2 separate regions of the Mus musculus genome follow, and region 2 is linked to region 1. Evidence: chromatin contacts called from public HiChIP or PLAC-seq data. All regions are on one chromosome and are shown on one strand. The core of a region is the stretch at or near the end of the contact, and the rest is flanking DNA. Distances in the headings are between cores, read along the strand shown. Region 1 holds the start of 4930500L23Rik (RIKEN cDNA 4930500L23 gene). Region 2 holds the start of Micall2 (MICAL-like 2).

The links. HiChIP or PLAC-seq counts read pairs in DNA pulled down with a chosen protein or histone mark.
Region 2: a contact with region 1 is called in an H3K4me3 HiChIP or PLAC-seq map of embryonic basal ganglia, with 3 times the contacts expected there. The contact joins the promoter of Micall2 here to the promoter of 4930500L23Rik in region 1. A contact is called at or near these places in 17 of 39 promoter capture datasets (the 3T3-L1 cell line, 3T3-L1-derived adipocytes, the C10 cell line and 10 more), 7 of 15 datasets of contacts at CTCF or cohesin (CD8 T cells, the G1E-ER4 cell line, the NIH/3T3 cell line and 3 more), 93 of 484 Hi-C or Micro-C datasets (the 63-12 cell line, B cells, the C2C12 cell line and 60 more), 16 of 115 datasets of contacts at active chromatin or transcription factors (the HPC-7 cell line, the NIH/3T3 cell line, astrocytes and 13 more) and 5 of 9 other capture datasets (adipose tissue, embryonic tail, embryonic trunk and 2 more).

What each region holds. Positions count from the first base shown.
Region 1 is chr5:139,520,556-139,525,281 of GRCm38.p6, forward strand. 4930500L23Rik (RIKEN cDNA 4930500L23 gene) reads left to right here and starts at 3,196. Exons shown (of 4, transcript NR_040701.1): 1 at 3,196-3,379.
Region 2 is chr5:139,734,791-139,739,781 of GRCm38.p6, forward strand. It overlaps Micall2 (MICAL-like 2), which reads right to left and starts at 1,543. Exons shown (of 17, transcript NM_174850.3): 1 at 1,228-1,543. The coding sequence starts at 1,370.

The sequences.
Region 1 (4,726 bases), core at 1,946-4,445:
GCAGCCAGCCTGCATCTTTCAGGCCTGTCCCCATCTATTTTTGGTCCTATGCTCACGAGCCAATGCTTATTTTGATAACTGCATTTTTGCTTTCCAGCTTTGGCAGACAAATCATCGCCCTGGGCCTCCTCACGGTCACGAGCATCAACTCACCTCCCGCCAGAAGCAGCCGCCTCCCTCCATAGGCTGCGGTTTGTCCTGTGCAATTAATTGTCTGGCGAGGGAGCCTCACAGGGCAGCCGTCTCTCCGGAGAGAAAAACCTACAAACGCACCATGCAAAAGCCCCTTTCCAAACCCGGGAGCTTTATATGAATTGTAGGAGGTGGGGTTCGCTTTCTGTGAGGAATTAAACAAGGCAAAGCTATGGTGAAAGATTCTCCCAAGTTCTCCAGGTTCCCCCAGCTATATCCCAGGTAGCGGGACCCCAGGGAGCCTTGCGCAGGCTACACAAGAGTAACCAAAAGTTTCTGTTCAGATCACTTTAAGAAACTTCCAAGTTACGTTTGGAAGAACATGTCTGTCTTCTCAGCACCCTGGAGGCTGAAGCGGGAGAATCCTGAGTTCTAGGCCAGCCTGGGCTTCACGGCAACTCCCTGTTTCAAAACAGCAGCCCATTGCTCAGTCAGCAGAAGGGTTGCCTAGCATGTGGGAAGCCCTGAGTTCCATCTCCTACCCAGGGTGTCCTGTAATTCTACCACCTGGGAGGTAGAAATGAAAGACCAGAAGTTCATAATTAGAGTCCAACAAGGAGGGAAGGAAGGAAGGAAGGAAGGAAAGAAGGAAGGAAGGAAGGAAGGAAGTAAGGAAGGAAGGAAGGAAGGAGAGAGGTGACTGAGGAGCTAGCTCAGTGCGTAAGGATTTACTACCCAACTTGAGTGTCAGAAAGCACCAACTGTGCTCTGACCTCCTTATACGTATTGTAGCACATGGTCTCAACAAAGAAACAAATAAACACAATAAAATTTTAAAAATAAGCCAGGTGGTAGTGGCATGGACCTTTAATCTCAGCACCTGGAAGCAGAGGCAGATGGATCTCTGTGAATTCAAGGCCAGCCTGGTCTATGGAGCTGGTTCTAGGATAGCGGAGGCTACACAAAGAAAAACTGTCTTGAAAAAAAACAAAAACAACAGCAACAATTTTAAAATAACAATAGCAAGGTGGAGGCACCCATCCACTTGTTGCCTCTATGTAATGTTCACATGGCCCAACACACATGCACATGACATGCCTGTGTATGTACACACACACACACACACACACACACACACACACCTGTGCATGGACAAACAACATCCACACAAAAGAAGGAAGGGTGGAAAGATCACTTCACTGTTCCTGTGGCGCTGGCCTCTCCACCGCCTGCCAAATCCAGATGTTCCAGTCTGGATGGCTGCATGGCTGAGCCCACCGCTCCCTTCTCCCAGCCAGCAATCTTTCAGACATGAGTGTTAGTGAAAGCAGCCCGGGGGGTGGGGGGTGGGGAGCACTGCCCTCTCACACGGACGTCGCTATACCGTTTAGCTCCATCTAATTTGGGCAACGGCTGTAGATTTTCTTTGCTTAGTGGTCAATGAGGGAGATAGGAGTGGAGTAAGGGAAGAGGGAGAGAAATTCTTTCTTGCTGGAGCTGGCTGCCAAGAGCAGCCCACACCTGGGTACCAGATGTGCCTGCGTGGAGGGCCATGGCTGACCCGGTGGCCACACAGCACCACAGAATAGCTCTACCAAGCAGAATGGGGCCCATGAGACCAGCCTGGCGGTGGATGGTTGCTGCTTGGTTCCTCTCTGCTGCCATCTCTGTTTCCTCTCCGGGATCTTCCAGGCATGCTGAAGGCTTTCTGGTGGTCCACAGTGTCAGGCAGAGCCCATGGCTCTGGTCCCACAGAGCTTTCACCCGTGGACCAGGAGGTTACTTAGTGATGCAAGCCTGTCTGTCCTGCTGGAAATTTCTCATGGGGAATCTTGAAGCCTTGAGTTAGTGAAGGCAGCCAAGTTCCAATAACAAAGCGATGTTTTTCTCAAACATGGGTAGAGATGCTGAGAATAGTGATAGAGACCTGTTGATCTTGGTACTTAGCAGAGTTCAAGGCCCGCCTGGGTTGCAGAGCAACTTCAAGGCCTGTGAGACCCTGTCTTAAAATAAACTGTAAAAAGAAGTCTACAAACAGAATCTGTAGGGGAGGTGTTGGGGGCATGGCTCAATGGTAGACCCCTGCCTAGAAACCCCAGTGAAGGGCTGGGGGCGTGGCTCAGTGGTAGAGCCCCTGCCTAGAATCCCCCAGTGAGGGGCTGGGGGTGTGGCTCAGTGGTAGAGCCCCTGCCTAGAATCCCCCAGTGAGGGACTGGGGGCGTGGCTCAGTGGTAGAGCCCCTGCCTAGAATCCCCCAGTGAGGGGCTGGGATGTGGCTCAGTGGTAGAGCCCCTGCCTAGAATCCCCCAGTGAGGGGCTGGAGGCGTGGCTCAGTGGTAGAGCCCCTGCCTAGAATCCCCCAGTGAGGGGCTGGGATGTGGCTCAGTGGTGGAGCCCCTGCCTAGAATCCCCCAATGAGTGGCTGGGGGCGTGTCTCAGTGGGAGAGCCCCTGCCTAGAATCCCCCAGTGAGGGGCTTGGGGTGTGGCTCAGGGGTAGAGCCCCTGCCTAGAATCCCCCAGTGAGGGGCTGGGGTGTGACTCAGGGGTGGAGCCCCTGCCTAGAATCACCCAGTGAGGGGCTGGGGGCGTGTCTCAGTGGTAGAGCCCCTGCCTAGAATCACCCAGTGAGGGGCTGGGGGCGTGGCTCAGTGGCAGAGCACTTACCTAGCATAAATGGGATCTGAGGTCTACCACTAGCATCAGTAGAGAAGCAAATAAACAAAACCTAGATCATCGGGGGAATGTGTGCTGTGTATCTGGCCCACACAGGCCTGGGCACAGATCCTCCTCTAGTGCCAGCATTAGAGGATCCAGCCAGGCCATGGGCTCCAAGACTGGATTTAAAGTACGATGAGAAACTAGGGCCCATCAGCCTGCCCCACACATGTCTCGGGGAAGGAAAGTAAGCACAGTGAGAGGGGTTTGCCTGAGGAGACCCTGCCTCCTGAGGGGAGGCATTCCCTCACGAAAGTCCTCTGCTATGGGGTTGGTCTTTGCCCCTCTTCCAGGCATCTGTGATGTAATAGTTTTCCTTTGTTGGATCGAGGAGTATCTAGCAGAGTAAAGCGGTGTACCTCCTGGGTGTCTGAGAGCATTTTCATTGAGTGGGAACATTCGGTTGAGTGAGAGAACCTTTCTGAATGAGGGGTGGCGCCATCCCATAACATACAAGCCAATGGGATAAAAGCGGAAGTTCCCTAGACATGGGTGGCTCTCTCAGCCTCTCAGCTTCCTGGCCTCTATGAGGTGGGCAGCTCTGTCTCTCCGCGTGCTCCCAGTCCTGACATAACCCAGAAACAATGGAAGGGAGTGACCACAGGCTGAGACATCTAAAACCATGAGCCCAAAGGATTGCTTTCTTCTTTCTGTTGTTTCCTCGGGCATTTTGTCATAGCAGTGGGTAGGTTAATGCATGGGAAAGCCAGATGAACTCAGGCTAAGGCCCCTCCACCTCTGGCCGCATCTGAGTCCCCGTGTTGACAAGACCTAGGTAGAGCAATACCTATGGAAGGCTTCATCTCCTTAACGATTTTATTTGACAATTTTAAGAAATTTCCATTTTTAGTTATTATTCCCTAATGCTTTCATACATAGATAAGGTATATTTTGTCATATTTAACCTACACAACCCTCTCTTTCCACCTACTGCTCCTATTTGAACTCCTTCCTCACCCCAGGTTACCCCCTCCTACTTTCAGGTCTTTCATGGTTAGTGTGGTTGAAGTTTTGGCGACCCACTGAGTTTCATTAGGGCTGCCCACATAAGGATGGTTAAGGGTTAGTCACACAAGTACAGACAATGTACCAGTGGCTATACCACTGAGGAAAATTATTCTCAACTCCCCAGAAACCTTAACTATATATAGCTTCTTAGCAAGGAGTAGGGATGGGTCTCACAAGCCCTTCTTCCAGTTTTTATTTCTATTTAAAAACTATTTTCCTTTTTTTTTTTATTGTGTATGGGTGTTTTGCTTGCACGTATATATGTGCACCAGATGTGTGCAGTGTCCAGAGAGGCCAGAAGAGGGTTTTGGTCCTTGGAACTGAAATTATAGATGGTTATAAACTGCCACGCAGGTGCTAGAGATTTAACCTGGATCCTCTGGCAGAGCAACAAGTGTTCTTAATCTCTGAGACATCTCTCCAGCACAACACACACACACACATACACACACACACACACACCTTTTTATTTCTTGAGACAAAGCTCTTACTATGTAGCTGAAGCTGGCCTCCAACTCATAACACTCCCACCTTAGCCTCCCTCGAGGCCAAGATTTCAGGTGTCTGCCCCCACACCCAGTTTAGACAGATGAAAGTCTTCACTCTCTCTGTCTACTGAAAACTATCTTACCTGAATCACGTTTCTAACTCCTCTTTTCTGATCCAGCTTCTTTCAGATTTGAAGTAATTTGGCATCTGCTCTAATTTTTTTTTGGCTTTAGAAAAGTAGCAAAAATTAATTAATCTACAGCTGCCCTGATAACAAAAGTTAATAGAAATTTTAATAAAAATACAACCTCAATAAGCTTCCCTATTGTTCTAATAAATGCAATAGAAGTTTAGGATGGTAGATAAAAAAAAATTAATAAA
Region 2 (4,991 bases), core at 293-2,792, 210 kb after region 1:
ACGTTCTCATCCCAAGTCCATTTTCCAAGGTCTACATCCTTGGCCCAGCATCCATCGAAGCTCAGCTTCCTGGTTTCCACATGACTGATGCCCCACTGAGCTCACACCATCCATCTCCCTGAGAGTGACTGAGGCTCATGCCATGGGGCCCTCCCAAGCAGCTCGGGGGTTGGGGTGGGGAATTCATAACCACAGGGCAGAAGCCTACTTCTTGCTCAAGATTCCGGCTTCCTGAGCAGAGCAAAGCTTGGCACAAGGGAGTCTGATAGCACCAGGCCTGGCTCTTCCTGACACATTGTGTAACACGAACAATATTTGTTTGTTTTTCCTTTTCGGAGCCTCAGTTTCCCCATCTGCACAGCAAGAAGGCTGGCTGAGGTGGGCTCCACAGGTGCTGCCTGGAGCCTCACTCAGCCCTAAGACCTCCCTGGGAAACACTCCCAGACCAGCCAACTCTGCATTTATGTACCATGTACAGGAGAATGCTTTCCTCTGAAGGGCATGGGCTGTAGGTGATCTTGTCCCATTTCAGGACTCTGGTCACCAGACTAACTTAGGTCCCTGTAACAGAGTCTGCCTAAGTGTTTGCTAAGTGAATAACTGATAGAACAGTTTGAGTTGTGGGCCAAGGTCCTTCAACAAGACAGAGCTGGCTTGCTTCCCAACTTCCTATGCCAAGACTCTTCTTCTATAGAAGGCTTTAGACCCAATCCCTGTCCTCTCCTACAACTTCCAAGGATGATGGCCCAGACTCCATTGTCTCCTGTCATTCTAAGGTGCTAAAAGGCTTGCGCTTCCCTCTTTGATTGCTTTCCCAAAGATGCCTAGACAAATTAGAGGAGGGGCAGTAATCCCACTAGAAGCCTCAAATGGCCCTGATCTTGGGGCCAGACCTCAGACCCCCAGGAGCTGTTCCTTTGCCCTTTCTCAGGGAGCTCGGGGAAGGCGGACGCTGCCCTGAGTCACCACTGACTAAGCCGGCTGGACAGCCCATGTCCTGGCCCCTGGCCCAGCTGCACTTGGTGGCCTGCACAGAGGCTACTTGACTGCCACAGCCTTGGAGACCACCAAATAGGCTGTACCTGCAGGTCTCTGCTCTACCCCGGGTGGCCCATCTGAGAGGGGTGTGTCTGAAACCTCCGACCCGGATCCCAAGGCAGGCGTGGCCTCAGTTTCCCGTTTGCAGCGGCACATCAGAGCCCGACAGAGGGGTTAAAGAGCACTCACATAAGGTCAGGCCGGTGTCGGTGCAAGATAGCGCAGAAGGCCAGGCCATCGCGGAACGAGGTGGTCATGTTGGTGATGCTCACGTCCCGGTAGCCCTCGCACTGCTGCCGGCACCATTCTTGCAGGGCCTTTATGGCGGCCATATGGGCGGCAGGACGGGCTGGCGGCTCGAGGAGCTGGCTACAGGCCCCTCTTGGGCCCGAGACGCGCAGGAGGCCCGGACCCGCCGACCACCAGCCGGGCTGGAAGAAGAGAACACCGGGAGACCGGCGCCCCACACACTCTTGACGCCTGCGAGGCCGCCGGCCCCGCCCCCTAGAGGCCCCGCCTCTTCAGACCCGCCCCCACAAGATCACGCCTCTTGAAGGCCTGGCTCACCAGCTCCAAGCTCCACACAGGCTCCTTGTTCCGGCCGCACCGCCCCAGTTTGGTCAGGCCACACCCACGCCCCACAAAGGGCACGCCCACATAAGACCACGCCCCCTCTTTCCTGGGACTTGAAGAATAGGGGCCCGGTACTCTGGGCGTTGGCTCCCGCCTTGGCCTTTAGCCATAACTCCCAGCAGAGGCGTCGGGGTTTTCTTTTTTTGTTTTCCTTGAGACCGGGACCAATGTAGCTCGCATTGGCCTCTAGCTTATTATAAAAGCAAAGATGACCTTGTGTTTCAGATTCCCCAGCCTCCACCTCCTTTACTGCTCTCGGATTACAGGCTTGTGCCCCACACCATGCCTGGTTTGTGCAGTGCTGGGTATGGACCCTGAGGCTTCCTGCATGCCAGGCAAGCATACCACCAGCTGAGCTACACTCCCAGCTACGGTTTTCTTTCTTACTTTTAATTCTATCTTATGCATATGGGCTTTGGTCTGAAAGTGTATCTGCACCCCTTGTGTGTCTGGTAGCCCGGGAGACCTGAAGAAGGCCCCTGCTCTTCTAGAATCGGAGTTGGAGCGGGTTGTGCTGCCATGTGGGTGCTGGAAACTAAACCCCAGGACTTCTGGAAGAGCAGCAAATGCTCTTAACGACTGACCCATCTCTCCAGTCCAAACCCGCAACAGCGTTCTTTTATTTTATTTTATTTTTTAAAGTTGAGGCCAAGCTGCCTAGTCTGCCTAACTCATCCTCCTGCCTCAGCCTCTAGAGTTGGCAGCCTGTTGACAAATGGGAAAACAGAGGCTAGGGTAGATGCAACCTCTGAGGAGTGTCCCTTTTCAGGGTCTACAAAGCTGTCTGGTTGGAAGCTGGGGTGGACCTTGCTGAGTAGTGTGCTTTCCCATCAGACAGATACTGGTCGTGATGGCACACACCTGGAATCCCAGCCCTCAGCGGGGAGAAGCTGGAAGATCAGAAATCCAAGCTTATCCCAGGATACATATGGGGTGCAAGGCTGACATGGGCGACCTGAGACCCTGTCTCAAACTTTAAAATACTGTCTGCTTTCCCTTCACCCTCAAGGGTGCCAAGCCAGCCAGAATAACCGCTCTACATTCACAGAGGAGGAAAGGAAGGCTGAGGGGGCACGCTCCAGGGGTCTTGAGACAGGAGACTCTTAGCCTCTTTCAAGTCTCTGAGGATGCCAGGGGTGATTAAGGAAAGTACCTCTCCCAGGTCCTCAGTTAGAGCCAGGGGCTGCCCTGAATGTTCTTTTGTTGTTTTGTTTTGTTTCTGAGACAGAATTTCTCTGTGTAGCCCTGGCTATCCTGGAACTCACTCTGTAGACCAGGCTGGCCTCGAACTCACAGAGAACCACCTGCTTCTTCCTCAAGTGCTGGAATTAAAGGTGTGCGCCACCTCTGCCCAGCTTTGTTTCTCCGCACCCTCAGGAATCTATATGTCATCAGATGGACCGGACTATGACAGCAACAGTGTGAACCGGCCCTTCCCAGCTGGGCCCCAGAGCTTGTCTAGGCAGGATCTTTAGGAAGGTAGGTGTTTTCCCCAAAATGGCATCTGGCTTGGAGCCAGGTGCCGTCTCTACCAGGAGTGAAAACAGGTTTTCCGTGCCCAAGCTGTGGGCTGGCATCAAGGAGGCACCTGGGTACAGGCAGCAGGTGTGGGGCTGGTAGGTGGGCAGCAAGATCCTCATCCCAACTCTGGAGGGCACAAGACTGCCCCTGGGATTATAGCCCCAACCCTTGCCCAGTGGAAGCAGCTGACCTGCCCGAGGGTTCTCGCCAGGAGGACAAAGTGCAGTATCACACCCCATTCAGCTAGAGCCTGGTCCCGGAACCAGGTTTTCCTGACCCTCTGGGCAGCAATTACAAGAACCGGAAAAGCTGGTAAGGAAGGTAACTGCCAAGACGTGGGGAGAAAGGGTGTGCAAACGGAGGGAGGGCCATGCCAGGGTCTGAGTTCTAATGTCAGCTCCAGGGTCATCATGTGACCAGCCTCTTCAGACTCCCCACCCTTAGCTCCTGCCACCTCGGGAGCTTGAGGACAGTATTCGTGACAGTCCCCTGGGGCCACTAATCATGTCACCACCAGCACCTCATAGAGCCTGCCTTTCTAGAGTCCCCCAAACGGGAACACCTCAATCTGCCCACCACTGTGAGCCTTCCCACATGCTCCCCCGGGGGCTTAGTCCACCATAGTCCACCTTGCAGACCTCCTTAAATGTTCCAAGAGCCCCTCTTGCCAACTCTCCTCTGAATAAAGTCCAGGAACCTTATCAGCCACCAGAACCTGCCAGCCCCGCTTATCGTGACTCTGCAGGCCACACCCTACCATGTTCCCTCTGGGCCTTGGTTCTCCAGCTGACTCCAAGAGCCCACTGTGCAACTCCACCAGGCCACTGAAGTCATTTGGGCGCTCTTCTCGGCTCCTCCCACCTCCCCTCCAGCCCTCATATAGCTGGTGCTCCCCCATCCAACCAGAAGCCTTTGGCCCCAGTCTGAGAAACCTTTTCTCATGCTGTCACCTCTGCCCTGGTGGCACCTAGCCCCAGCTTTCACTAAGTCAGCTTTTCTCAGTGACAGCCATTGTCTGGGTAACAAACCATAGACCTGCCCCGGGAGGCCAGGAAAATGGGCATCAAACCTACTGCTTGGGCTGGAGAGATGGCTCAGTGGTTAAGAGCACCGACTGCTCTTCCAGAGGTCCTGAGTTCAATTCCCAGCAACCACGTGGTGGCTCACAACAATCTATAATAGGATTGATGCCCTCTTCTGGTGTTTCTGAAGAGAGCAATGGTGGTGTAATCATATGCATAAAATAAATAAATCTTTAAAAGAAAAAACCTTCAGTCTTAGTGTCTTGTGCTGCAAAGGAAAGCATAGCTGTCTCTCACAGGGGAGAGTGCACACAGTAGGCACTCAATGAATTCATGTGCTTACAATTGAGTCTTTATTCCTCACAATGATCTCCTGGGTGGTGGTAGAGTGTATTGGACCCTTTAGGACATTTGCTAATTACAGTCTAAGAGTGGCAGAGACACCGTGAGAGGGACACACAGAGAGAAAGGCAAAGACAGAGAGACAAAGACACAGGGAGCCCGAGAAGCAGACACACAGGAGAGAAAGAAACAGAGACTAGGGAGACAATGTGCAGAAGAGTGATCAACTTCCGTTCCTGCAGAGGACCCCAGGTTATGTGTGCAGCAACCAAGCGGTGATTCCCAACTGTCTGTAACTCCAGTTACAGGAGACTTTTGTTTTGTTTTTGTTTTTGTTTTTGTTTTTGAGACAGGGTTTCTCTGCATAGCCCTGGCTGTCCTGGACCTCACTCTGTAGACCAGGCTGGCCTTGAACTCAGAAATCTATCTGCCTCT